Linked DNA regions of Arachis hypogaea: region 1 is linked to region 2. Evidence: chromatin contacts called from public Hi-C data. All regions are on one chromosome and are shown on one strand. Each heading gives the region's core, a stretch centred on a gene start, on an enhancer-like site or on the middle of the called end of the contact. The rest is flanking DNA. Distances are from core to core; before and after follow the strand shown. Region 1 holds the start of LOC112715972 (transcription initiation factor TFIID subunit 4b). Region 2 holds the start of LOC112715965 (two-component response regulator ARR14).

Region 1 (5,482 bases), core at 1,279-3,778, 400 kb after region 2:
GATTAATATGCAAAAGAGCCTAAGTGTCACTGAGGAAATTCATCGAACACATGGAGAGCATAATACCCAGTTGCAAAACTCGAACCAGGTTAAGCGAAAATCAAAATGGGAAATGACAATAGCAACATGAATGGAGTGAGTAGTCGCAACTAACTTGTGTAAGTAATAATGTGAGGAACCGATGGAAACTTTCGAAGAGCTCAAATTCGCAGAAACCACAAAGAAGGAAGAAGCCACAGTGCTACACAAAGCTTCAAACCTAACTTCATAACTAAGAAGGACACACACACACTCTCTCTTCTCTCTCTTTCTCTCGGATGAAGCTTTAATCTTGTTGGGATTGGAGCCTCATCTCGTTTCATCTTACAACGAAATGAGTTCGGTTTTTTTCGTACAGAGCTGTAAATTGGAGCCATTTCTTTGAACTTGTGCTGTTTAGGGCGCGCAATAAAAAACAATCAGCACCAAAGCAATAATAAGACCATTTTGTGGGACTTTTTTTTTGTGACCCATTTTGTGGGCCTTATTTGGGATTCTTAGACCTATGTTCTCATTCCAAAAGCCCAATAGTAAAGAGCTAATAATCCAATATAATACTATACTAAAATGTTATCGAAATATCAAGAAATATCAAGTTTTAATGAAAAAGCTATATTATGAGTTTTAGGAGATTAATACTTTAAAAAACCTCACATATGAAACTAAATACCTTAAAAATAGTTTTGTAAGATTTTAAACTCTTTTATAAATAGCTAGCTTTTATAATCCATTATATTTACTATTCTATATTTTTTTAAGATTTAGCTAATATAGGAGTAGTAAATAATTTTAAACATATTTTTAATAAATACAAAACAAATGAATTAAAATTCTAAAATTTTTGCATTTTTAATGAAAAATCGTACTCGTTAACGCAAGAAAGAACCGAGAGAATCTGTTAAACTCGAAAAATATTATAAACCGCTTAAACTTAACAAAAGAAGAAGGTTGATGCCATGCTTTTGCATCTTCTCTGTGTGAACGCCACTGTTCAATACTTTGCGCGTTTTGGTGTTGGTTCTTGTTGAACGGGATTCTTCACTTCTCTCCTTTGATCCTTTTCCCCCTTTTTTCTGTTCTATTTTTCCCTTTTTTTTCTTTTCCCTAATTTGGTCGGTTGTTATCTTACTCGTTGTAGCTAATACCCTATTTTACCATGGTTCTAAAAACCGAATCGGACCGACCAGTCGAACCGGTTCGACTGGGACTCGGCAATAAAAAGGTCCAATTTGCTATTATAACCGCTGAAAAAAATCACTTGAAAACCATCGAACCGGCTGATTGGACCGGATTGGTAGTCGGCCGGTTCAAATAAAACGACGTCATTTTGTTTATTTGGAATAAAAAAACAAAACAAAACAAGCAGGACCATTCTTGAACCAACCCCCTTTCTTCACCTAATCATTCGTGCACTCCATGGAGACCTCTGAAGCAAAGAAAAACCCTAGCTCTTCATCGTCGCTGCCGTCCCCAGGTCTTCAGTGCTGTCGCTGCTTCCTCTTCCTCGTGTCGTTTTCATATTCGCTAGCACGTTGTTTTCATCTTCCTCTTCCCCAGGTAGCTCGGCACATTGTTTTCATCTTTGCTGGCTTCTCGGCACGGAACCCAGGTTAGTGGCCCTGCTTTCATTTTTTGCCTCTGCTTCTTCCTTTTAATTTCTGAATGTTCGGTCTTCTTCTTCGTTTGAAGTTCTGAAATTGTTGTTCAATTTTTGTTTCATTTTTCTTGTAATGTTTTGTAAATTGTAATTGCCTGCTGCTGATGGATCTGTCTTGTATTTGCTGGTTGCTGATGGCTATAATTTTTTTTCAAATTTATTGATGGCTTTATTAGTCTGTTGCTTTCGATTCTTTGCTCTGTTACTGATGGCTCGATGACTTTGTTAGTTGCTGATGGCTCTTAATTTTTTTGTTCAAATTTACTGATGGCTTTGTTTGTAGTTGCTGGTTTTGTTGGGTGAAGGTTTAGTGTTTTGGAATGTTTTATAATGTGCTAATGTTTGTAATTGCTGGCTTTGTTTGTAATTGTTGGGTGAAGGTTTAGTGTTTTGTGATTATTGGTTAATATTTTAGTTTAGTGTTCTCTCTTTTTCAGATTTTCCACCTCCCTATATTTTTGCGTGTTGCTGAATTAGTAATCAATAAATTTGTTGTTTTCCTTAAAATCGTGACTTTACTAGGATTTGTTAAATTTGTTGCTGACCAATCACAGAATTAGAATAGAATACTGAGTCATTGCTTGATTGATTGGCTTTGCTCACTGATTGTATTTGATGCAATGTTCTAAAAATCAGACCGGACTGATCGATCGAACCGGTCTAACCGCGAACCGGTCTAATCGCGAACCGATAGTTTAGGCGGTTCGATTTATTAGCAAAAACTGCTGTTCTGGAAATTGGATACAAACCGCTGAGCTGGCCAAGAATCGGCTGGTCAAACCGGACCGGGTCCCGGCCGGTCTACAAGAAACGATGCCGTTTCCTTTGTTGAAAGGAAAAAAGGGGTTGCACGTTTGGCTCCCTTCTCCAACTCCTTCCTTAGTCATCAGCAAAATGCCCTAGCCTCCACCAATCTTGTCGCCGTCTGTCGGAGTGAGAGACTGCTGCTGCCGCCTCCGTCGCACTCAAGAACTTCCGTCTTCGTGCTATCGGCGTTCGTTACTTCGCTCTCACCATCCCCTGTTCGCTCTCCATCCCCTGTTCGCTCTCATCAGTCGCCTGTTCGCCGTCGTCCGTTGCGCTCAACCGCTCTCCGTCGTCCGTCGAAGGTCAATGCTCACTGCTAGTGCTTGTTCTTCGTGTTTTTTTTTGTTGTCTGTTCAGAAACCAAACCCTCTTCATGCCTGTTCTTCGATGGTTAGTGATCGTCGTTTTTTAATACTCACAGTTGGTGTTTTGTTTTTCATTGATTGATGATTATTGATTAAGTGATGTGTTGCTGTTTTGTTTTTTACTTTGTGCTTGAGTTAATTGGATGCTCTGTCAGTGCTTAGTGCTTGTTCTTGGTTGATTGGCTTTGCTCACTACTCTGGCTTGTTCTAGCCTATTCTTGATTAATTAACTCTGTTACTGGCTTATTGATTGATGCTGAATTGGTACGGATAAACTGTTACTGGCTTGTTCTTGGCTATTTTGTCTGTTGTTAAATTTTGTTAAAGTTTCTTGATTTTGTGCTCATTACCTCATTCAGTGCCTTTTTTTTGTTAATCATTGTGCTGAGCTTGTTAATCATTGGCTTATTGATTGATGCTAAATTGGTACTGATAAAATGTTACTGGCTTGTTCTTGGCTTTTTTTTATCTGTTGTTAAATTTTGTTAAAGTTTCTTGATTTTGTGCTCATTACCTCATTTAGGACTTTTTTGTTGTTAATCATTGTGCTGAGCTTGTTAAAATTGGGTTAAAAACTTTGTAAATCTTTGTTAAAGCATGTTAATTTTTGTGTTAACCTTGTGAAAACTATGTTAAAAACTTGATTGGCTTTGCTCACTACTCTGGCTTGTTCTAGCCTGTTCTTGATTAATGAACTCTGTTACTGGCTTATTGATTGATGCTAAATTGGTACTGATAAACTGTTATTGGCTTGTTCTTGCTTTTTTTCTGATGTTAAATTTTATTAAAGTTTCTTGATTTTGTGCTCATTACCTCACTCAATGCTTTTTTTGTTGTTGTTAATCATTGTGCTGATCTTGTTAAAATTGGGTTAAAATTGATAATCTTTTGGAGTTTGATGTATAATAGGTTGATTTCAAGCTGAGATTTTCTTCTAACAATGATATTGACAACTGGAATAACTTAACAATTGGACTATTCATTTTAGAGAGGAAAAACATCTACATAATTTTCATATTTTATTGATGAGCATTTGAGCTGTTTATATTTGAAGCTTGTAAAACAGATGGAATGCTTTCTATAAAAACCACGAGTAAGTTTAATGTTCTTCTCACAGTTAGTTTTGCTTTGATTTCATTGAATACATGCACACACCTCAAGCTTGAATATGTTTTGAGCCATAGTATTAAAATGTTCTGAAATTTCTACTTGAAACTTTATTAGGGAGCAGCTCAAAGTTAGGAGTGGAGTAGCTTGCAGCATTGAAAACCATCAACACAATGAACTGGTGATAGAGGCAGTCATAATAATAAGTAACATGCTAGTAGACATGTTTTGTAATTTTATATTATAGCAATACACATATTCTATCATTTTTATTGTGTTGATTTATTGATTTTTTTTATTGTGTTGAAGAGAGTTGTTCTATAATTTATTTATTATTTTATTTTAAAACGGTTTTTTCGGTTGAATTACGGTTGGACCAGTGAACCAGTGAGTAAAACGGTTCGATGATCGGTCCGGTTCTTAGAACCATGATTTGATGATAAATTTTAAATTGATAACTTTTAAATATTAAATTTGCACTGCCTATGTTACTGATTCACTGTTCTTTCAGTGCTTTTTGTTGTTAATAATTGTGATGAGCTTTGTTAAAATTTGCACTGCCTATATTACTGATTCACTGTTCCTTCAGTGCTTTTTGTTGTTGTTAATCATTGTGATGAGCTTTGTTAAAATTTGCACTGCCTATGTTACTGATTCACGGATTCATCCCTCTTGTCATCATCATCGGCATGAACTCCGAACCAAAACCCCAACTCTCTGGATAAAATTGTAACGAAAGCTGATTGGGATTTTTTCTTCTACTTAAGGTATGAATCAGAATGATGAGGCCAAGTTGTGAATGCACAAGTGTCAACGGACTATAATATATATTGAGTTTGTGACATTAGAAGGGTGTAATAATAACAATAATGGAGTCATGTTATTTGAATATTGAGGTTTAACATTTAAACTCTCAGCTTCTCAGCCCTGTTTGATTCTTCTTCTCAGGCAATTGAATCGAATCAACCTGGCCTTCCTTTTCTTTTTCTTTTAGTTGATTCTTAATTTTTCTAATATATGTAGCTTTCTGAATCAAGTGGATCAGATTATGTAGTTTTCTTGATTTGGGATGTTTTCGGAGACGCATTAGAAGAGTTATTTTATTATTGTTTGCTATAAAAATATTCACATGTTGTGTATGCTTGTGATTGTTTCGGTGTTTACATTTTCTTTCCAAGTCACTTGCTATGGTTGTTCTTTGAGTTAAGGCTTTGTATGTGTGTGTGAGAACATGTGATAATGTTGAATGCTGTTGCATCTAATAGGAGTTTTTGGAGTACTCTCATCTTTGGTCCTTTGTAATTTATTTATTATTTTATTTTAAAACGGGTTTTCCGGTTGAACCAATGAACCAGTGACTAAAGCGGTTTGATGACCGGTCCGGTTTTCAGAACATTGTATTTTACCATTAATTATCCCCATTCATTTTCCCTTTTGTTGCGTTTTTCAACTGGGTACCTGCCCTACAGGTGTTTGATGAATTTAGTCAGTGAAACATAAAAAGAGA
Region 2 (5,402 bases), core at 126-2,625:
ATCATTATTATTTGATAAGTCATTATCTATTATAATCTATCTCTCTAATTCCACCAAACCCTCCCCTCTTTAAAAGGTGATGTTGTTGTCTATGTCTATGATATATGTAGGCGCAGGCAGACAAGTGTTTTTCACGTGAATAAATTATTAATTATAAATAGATAAAAAGGTCATTCATAACTCCATTTATAATTAACAACGATTTTGAAAGAAAGCTATGTTGGGTTTTAGCATTTCCTGAAGGTTTGTAACTTTGACCAAAATACAAGTCGTGTAAAAAAAAATACTATATCAACTTCAAAGAAGAAAAAATGAAAAAACATTTGTCGACCCTATTGAGTGTTGATCCTAATCTGGTCACTTTTATGACAGGATCTTATATATTAGTAGTAACTTTCAAAATTTTAATTACAAGGACATTCTATTAGCTTTTAGAATGAAAAAAAAAATCAATTTGGACTAGTTTTTGTTAACTTAAGTAAATATCGCAAATTAAGTCCACGTAGGGATGGCAAGCGGGGAAGTCCGTCCTGTCTCGCTCTGCCCCGTCAGAAACCTGTCTTTTGGCGGATTGGTCTGCTTCGCTTAATGAGGCGGTTCTAAAATTTCACTCCGTCCCGCTTAACTACAGGTTGGCGAGTTTGCAGACTAGACCCGCCAAATCTCCTCTATTTTTTTAACTATTAATTATTAAATAATATATATAATTTCACAATCATATTAATAAATTTATAATTTCTAAAAATATAAAAAATTATATTTTTATATTCACAAATATTAAAGTCTTTGTAATTATAAATATTATCTCCAAAGTAAAATAAACATAATCCAAAAACATAATTATAAATATATTCTCCAAAATAACATAAATATAATCCAAAACTCTCAATTTTCATCTTCATACTCTTGTAAATTGGATTAAAAGAAGTTGGATTTTGGCCAAAAAAAATTGCAAAAATACCTCTTTGCCAAAAAAATAATCCCGGCGGGGAAGCCCGTTCGACCCCGCCAAAACACGTGGTTTAAGCAGTACAGGTTAGATGGGCTTTTGTTCTTTAGCAGTCCTAATTTTTCAGTCCGACCTACCTTTTTTATCAGGTTATACGGATTGGCCCGGCAGATTTAACTCCATTTGTCAGTCTTAGGTCCATGACGAATTAATCATTATCATGTCGGATTTCGAAATATCAAAAAAACCAAAAAAATAAATAAATAAAAAAGAAAGAAAAAAGAAGAGGAAAGTAATAAATCAATTCAACAATTTAACATGCAATTTTAAGTGATGATACTAATAATCATTTAAAGGTAAGAAAATGAATTTATTCTGCTTTCTATCATATTACATAAAAGATTAAAACAAATGTAAGTAGAAGTTAATCAAGTTATAGAAGTCATTTTCTATCCAAACAGTGTCCAACGAATGGGAAAATATTCTGATTGGATTCGGTTCTCCACTTTTCCAGTTTACGTTTAAGCGCGTGACAAGCACGCGCTGGTTTTTGCCTCATTCATTCCTTGGCTGCACCACAAACTTTGAATTGCATATTTGCATCATCATCAGCATCCACTTCCCTCTGATTCTTTCTACATGCCTGTGCCAAAGTTGAAAGATGATGGGGCCTAATACCATTATAGATTGTTCATAATAATAATTTAAACTGTTTTAACATCTGCTAGTAATTAATATTTGAGGAGAAAAAAAGAGAAATATTAGATTTGAGGAGTAAATTGAGGAAATTAAATCCAGATAAATATATGAATTATATTTGGTAATATTATATAGTATAACGTTTAATGTGCACAAATTAGGTAACTAATTATTTAGATTCCTTGTTTGATAGTTGATAAAATTTTATGAATTTCACAGTGATGGATGAAAGCATCATCTTCATTTTCATCAACTTCTCATCACACTTAATAATAATAATCAAATTTTGAATTTATCTATGATTGTTATACAGTCCAATTTTCCATAGATAGTTACCTGTTTCTTTCACTTTCTGATTCCACAGCTTCACACACATTCACAGGCACATATATATGCACAAAAAGACACAAACCTTTTCATTAACTTGTTTCCTTTTTTTTGTTAGTCTTTGGTTCTCACCCTCTTCTTTTCCTTATATGCCTATTCCTTCAACAATAAAAATCCAATTTTTATTCTTTTTGACCAGTGTTTCCCCTCCTCTCCTCCATTTTGTTCTAGATCCATAAAAGCAAGAAGCTTTATCGATAACTCTGGTTCGTTTTGTTAGAGGAAAGAAGAAAAGATGACCATGGAGAATGGTGTTGATGATAGCAGTGATCAGTTCCCCAAAGGAATGCGTGTTCTTGCAGTTGATGATGACCCCACTTGCCTAATGGTTCTAGAAACTCTTCTCAGAAGATGTCAATATCATGGTTAGCTTCCCTTTTCTTTTGATTCTTGCTTTGTTCTACTAGATTTTGTCACATAATAATAACAGATAGATTGGATGGTTGATGGTGTTCTTGCAGTTACCACAACTAGCCAAGCAATAAAGGCATTGAAGCTGTTGAGAGAGAACAAGTTTGACCTTGTAATAAGTGATGTGCACATGCCAGACATGGATGGATTTAAGCTTCTTGAGCTTGTGGGACTGGAAATGGACCTACCTGTCATAAGTATGTGGGGATTTCTTAGTCTTAATGCCAATCTTCACCAATTCATTCTTGCCCTATTTTTTATATGATTATCAATCCAATTAGTTACAAAGTTAAAAACCAATAATTAGGGTTTGGTTTTCTAGTTTTTTTGTGTAATAGGGTTAGTCCTTTTCATTCTAAATATTAAACTAAGATAAGGAGGTCAAGCGTTAATTAAAAATCTGTTTCAAGTTATTTTCAATTGCTTTTGAGTGATTGTGTGGCAAACATTTGATGGGTATGAAATGTTTGTTGAATATAGTGTTGTCCGCAAATGGTGATACAAAGCTTGTGATGAAGGGGATTTCTCATGGAGCTTGTGATTATCTACTAAAGCCTGTGAGAATTGAAGAGCTCAAGAACATTTGGCAGCATGTGATTAGGAGAAAGAAGTTTGATTCGAAGGAGAAGAACAAAACCAGGAACTCCGACAAGCCTAGTTCGGAGGGCGGCAATGTGCTAGGCTCAGCAGGAACAGGAAATTCAGAACAAAATGGGAAGCTGAATAAGAAAAGGAAGGATCAGGATGATGAAGAAGATGAGGAGCAAGATAATGGCCATGACAATGAGGATCCTTCGGCCCAGAAGAAGCCTCGTGTTGTTTGGTCTGTGGAGCTTCACCGCAAGTTTGTTGCTGCTGTTAATCAGTTAGGCATTGACAGTATGTTGTTCAGCTATAATTTTACTCTCATTTCATCAATCAGGATATGACTATTTTGTTCGGAATTATTATGATGATTTTCCCATTGCTGAAATAATGTTGTTTACTTGGCAGAGGCTGTACCTAAGAAGATTCTTGATTTGATGAATGTTGACAAACTGACGAGGGAAAATGTGGCGAGCCATCTCCAGGCAATTTCTGTTGCCCTTTATTATTATTTCTTTTTGGTATAGTTTAATATAACATGAACCTTGTCATCATTTGCATACTATTTACCGGTTACACATTGTCTGTAGAAATATAGGCTTTATCTGAAACGAATCAGCTGTGTAGCGAACCAACAGGCGAATATGGTGGCGGCCCTAGGGAGTGCAGATCCATCCTACTTGAGAATGGGTTCTCTGAGTGGCGTTGGACATTTGCAAGCATTGAGTGGCTCGGGACAGTTTCCTAACAATGCTTTCAGGTCCTTTCCGCCGAATGGGATGGTTAGCAGACTGAACACTCCTGCTGGATTGAATGTGCATGGATTCCCTTCTTCAGGAGCATTTCACTTGGGTCAATCACAGAATCTAAACAGCTCAACTGTTGAGCAGCTGAAGTATCGGTCGTCCATTGTTCCTGTTAATCAGAATGGTGTTCATGGAATGCAGGTGCCTATGGGGCTTGATCCATTGCAACACAATAAGGGTGTTATTCCTGTTCAGAACTTGACCACTGGTATTGATGCTAAAACAAATTTTCCTGTCTCAAATAAACTCCCGGATCCACAATCAAGAGTAGCATCCGGCGCGCATCCCCCGCTTCTTGGTAGCTCAAACAATGCCTTGATGTTGGAAGCACGGCCACAAGACACACAAGGGGTTTTAGAATACGAAAACTTATCTTCTTCGGTACCTTCCCAACATTCAGAACTCCCATTCTCTTTGCTGGATCAAGGTAGATACAGTGATAATTGGTCTAGTGCTGTGCAATCATCTGGGATCCAGACCGGTTCTTACCCTTCAAGCGAAAGTTTTAGACAGACGGCAATACCTGCTACAGATAACATGGCTTCTTTACCCTTGCAAGAAGGGAATCTGAGTGTTTCTTCATCCATCTCTTTGCTGCCTAACCAGTCCTACAATTCGTTGATAGATACACACTCCCAAGCTGTGATTTTAGCTAATAGAACTGGTCATGTAAGCAATAGTGATGTGCCATTTCAAGGTTGGGATGATCGCAATGAAGATGCTAGCTACCATTCAAATGCTGTTTGTAACACAATAAACACTGTGGCCCCAGGTTCGAGTTCTGTTGGTCACACAACAATAAACTCAACCTTACACAGAAACTTGGAGTTTAATTATGGTGATAGCTTGCAAATGAAGCGCGATGCGATGACAAAGTTAGCGAAAGGGACCTCATTGAAACCGCATCAGGTGAATATCATGAACCAGCAGAAGTCTCAGCAGGGTAACTTCTCTAATAATGTTGGTTCCCTGGAAGACTTGGTCAGTTCAATGATGAAACAGGTAACAACATCTATGCATTATAGTGAAGATTGAAGGATCCCTATAGAAGTTTGCTTTTGGTTCGTATTTCCCTACATGAGACTTAGTAATATTCTGTTTCTTTTGCTTCTTGTTTCCCTATAAAGCATATCTATGCAAATTTCAAGTCATTTTTACCCCTAACTAAATATACCCTTAATTTGTAATAGATTAAAATGTGCCACGGATTTCATTAATTTGGCTAAGAATAACTAACTGCCAGTATGCTGACATATTCAGTGTGTGTTGGTGTGATGCAGGAGCAAGATGAGATGAAAATATTGGATGGAGGCTTCATTTGTGATAATTATTCTGGTGGCATATCAATGTGAGAGCAAGTTTGACAAGTACATATATATGCCATTCTTGTTAGTGAATTTCGTATTGTGACGGGGTTATCGGTCATCATGTTTAAACAGTTTTGTCTTTGTATCTTTCTTTCCGTAGGCTGTAACTTGTCTTAGGTTTCTTTCTTTTTGTTAAGGGCTTTCTGTTGTCGTTGTCCATTCCCGACAATATGCCTTAATGGAGTCGGTCATGTCGTT

What was found. Hi-C and Micro-C count contacts between places; a contact is called where the count stands out from the background.
Region 1: a Hi-C map of leaf shows a contact between it and region 2, with 2.1 times the contacts expected there. The contact joins the promoter of LOC112715972 here to the promoter of LOC112715965 in region 2. A contact is called at or near these places in 2 of 8 Hi-C or Micro-C datasets (both in leaf).

Annotation. Positions count from the first base shown.
Region 1 is chr10:94,185,264-94,190,745 of arahy.Tifrunner.gnm2.J5K5, forward strand. LOC112715972 (transcription initiation factor TFIID subunit 4b) reads left to right here and starts at 2,529. Exons shown (of 15, transcript XM_025767814.3): 1 at 2,529-2,805. LOC112715971 (a long non-coding RNA gene) reads right to left here and starts at 464. Exons shown (of 2, transcript XR_003160102.3): 1 at 155-464.
Region 2 is chr10:93,786,413-93,791,814 of arahy.Tifrunner.gnm2.J5K5, forward strand. LOC112715965 (two-component response regulator ARR14) reads left to right here and starts at 1,376. Exons shown (of 6, transcript XM_025767806.3): 1 at 1,376-2,400; 2 at 2,497-2,643; 3 at 2,927-3,325; 4 at 3,440-3,516; 5 at 3,622-4,839; 6 at 5,118-5,402. The coding sequence starts at 2,271. The coding sequence ends at 5,189.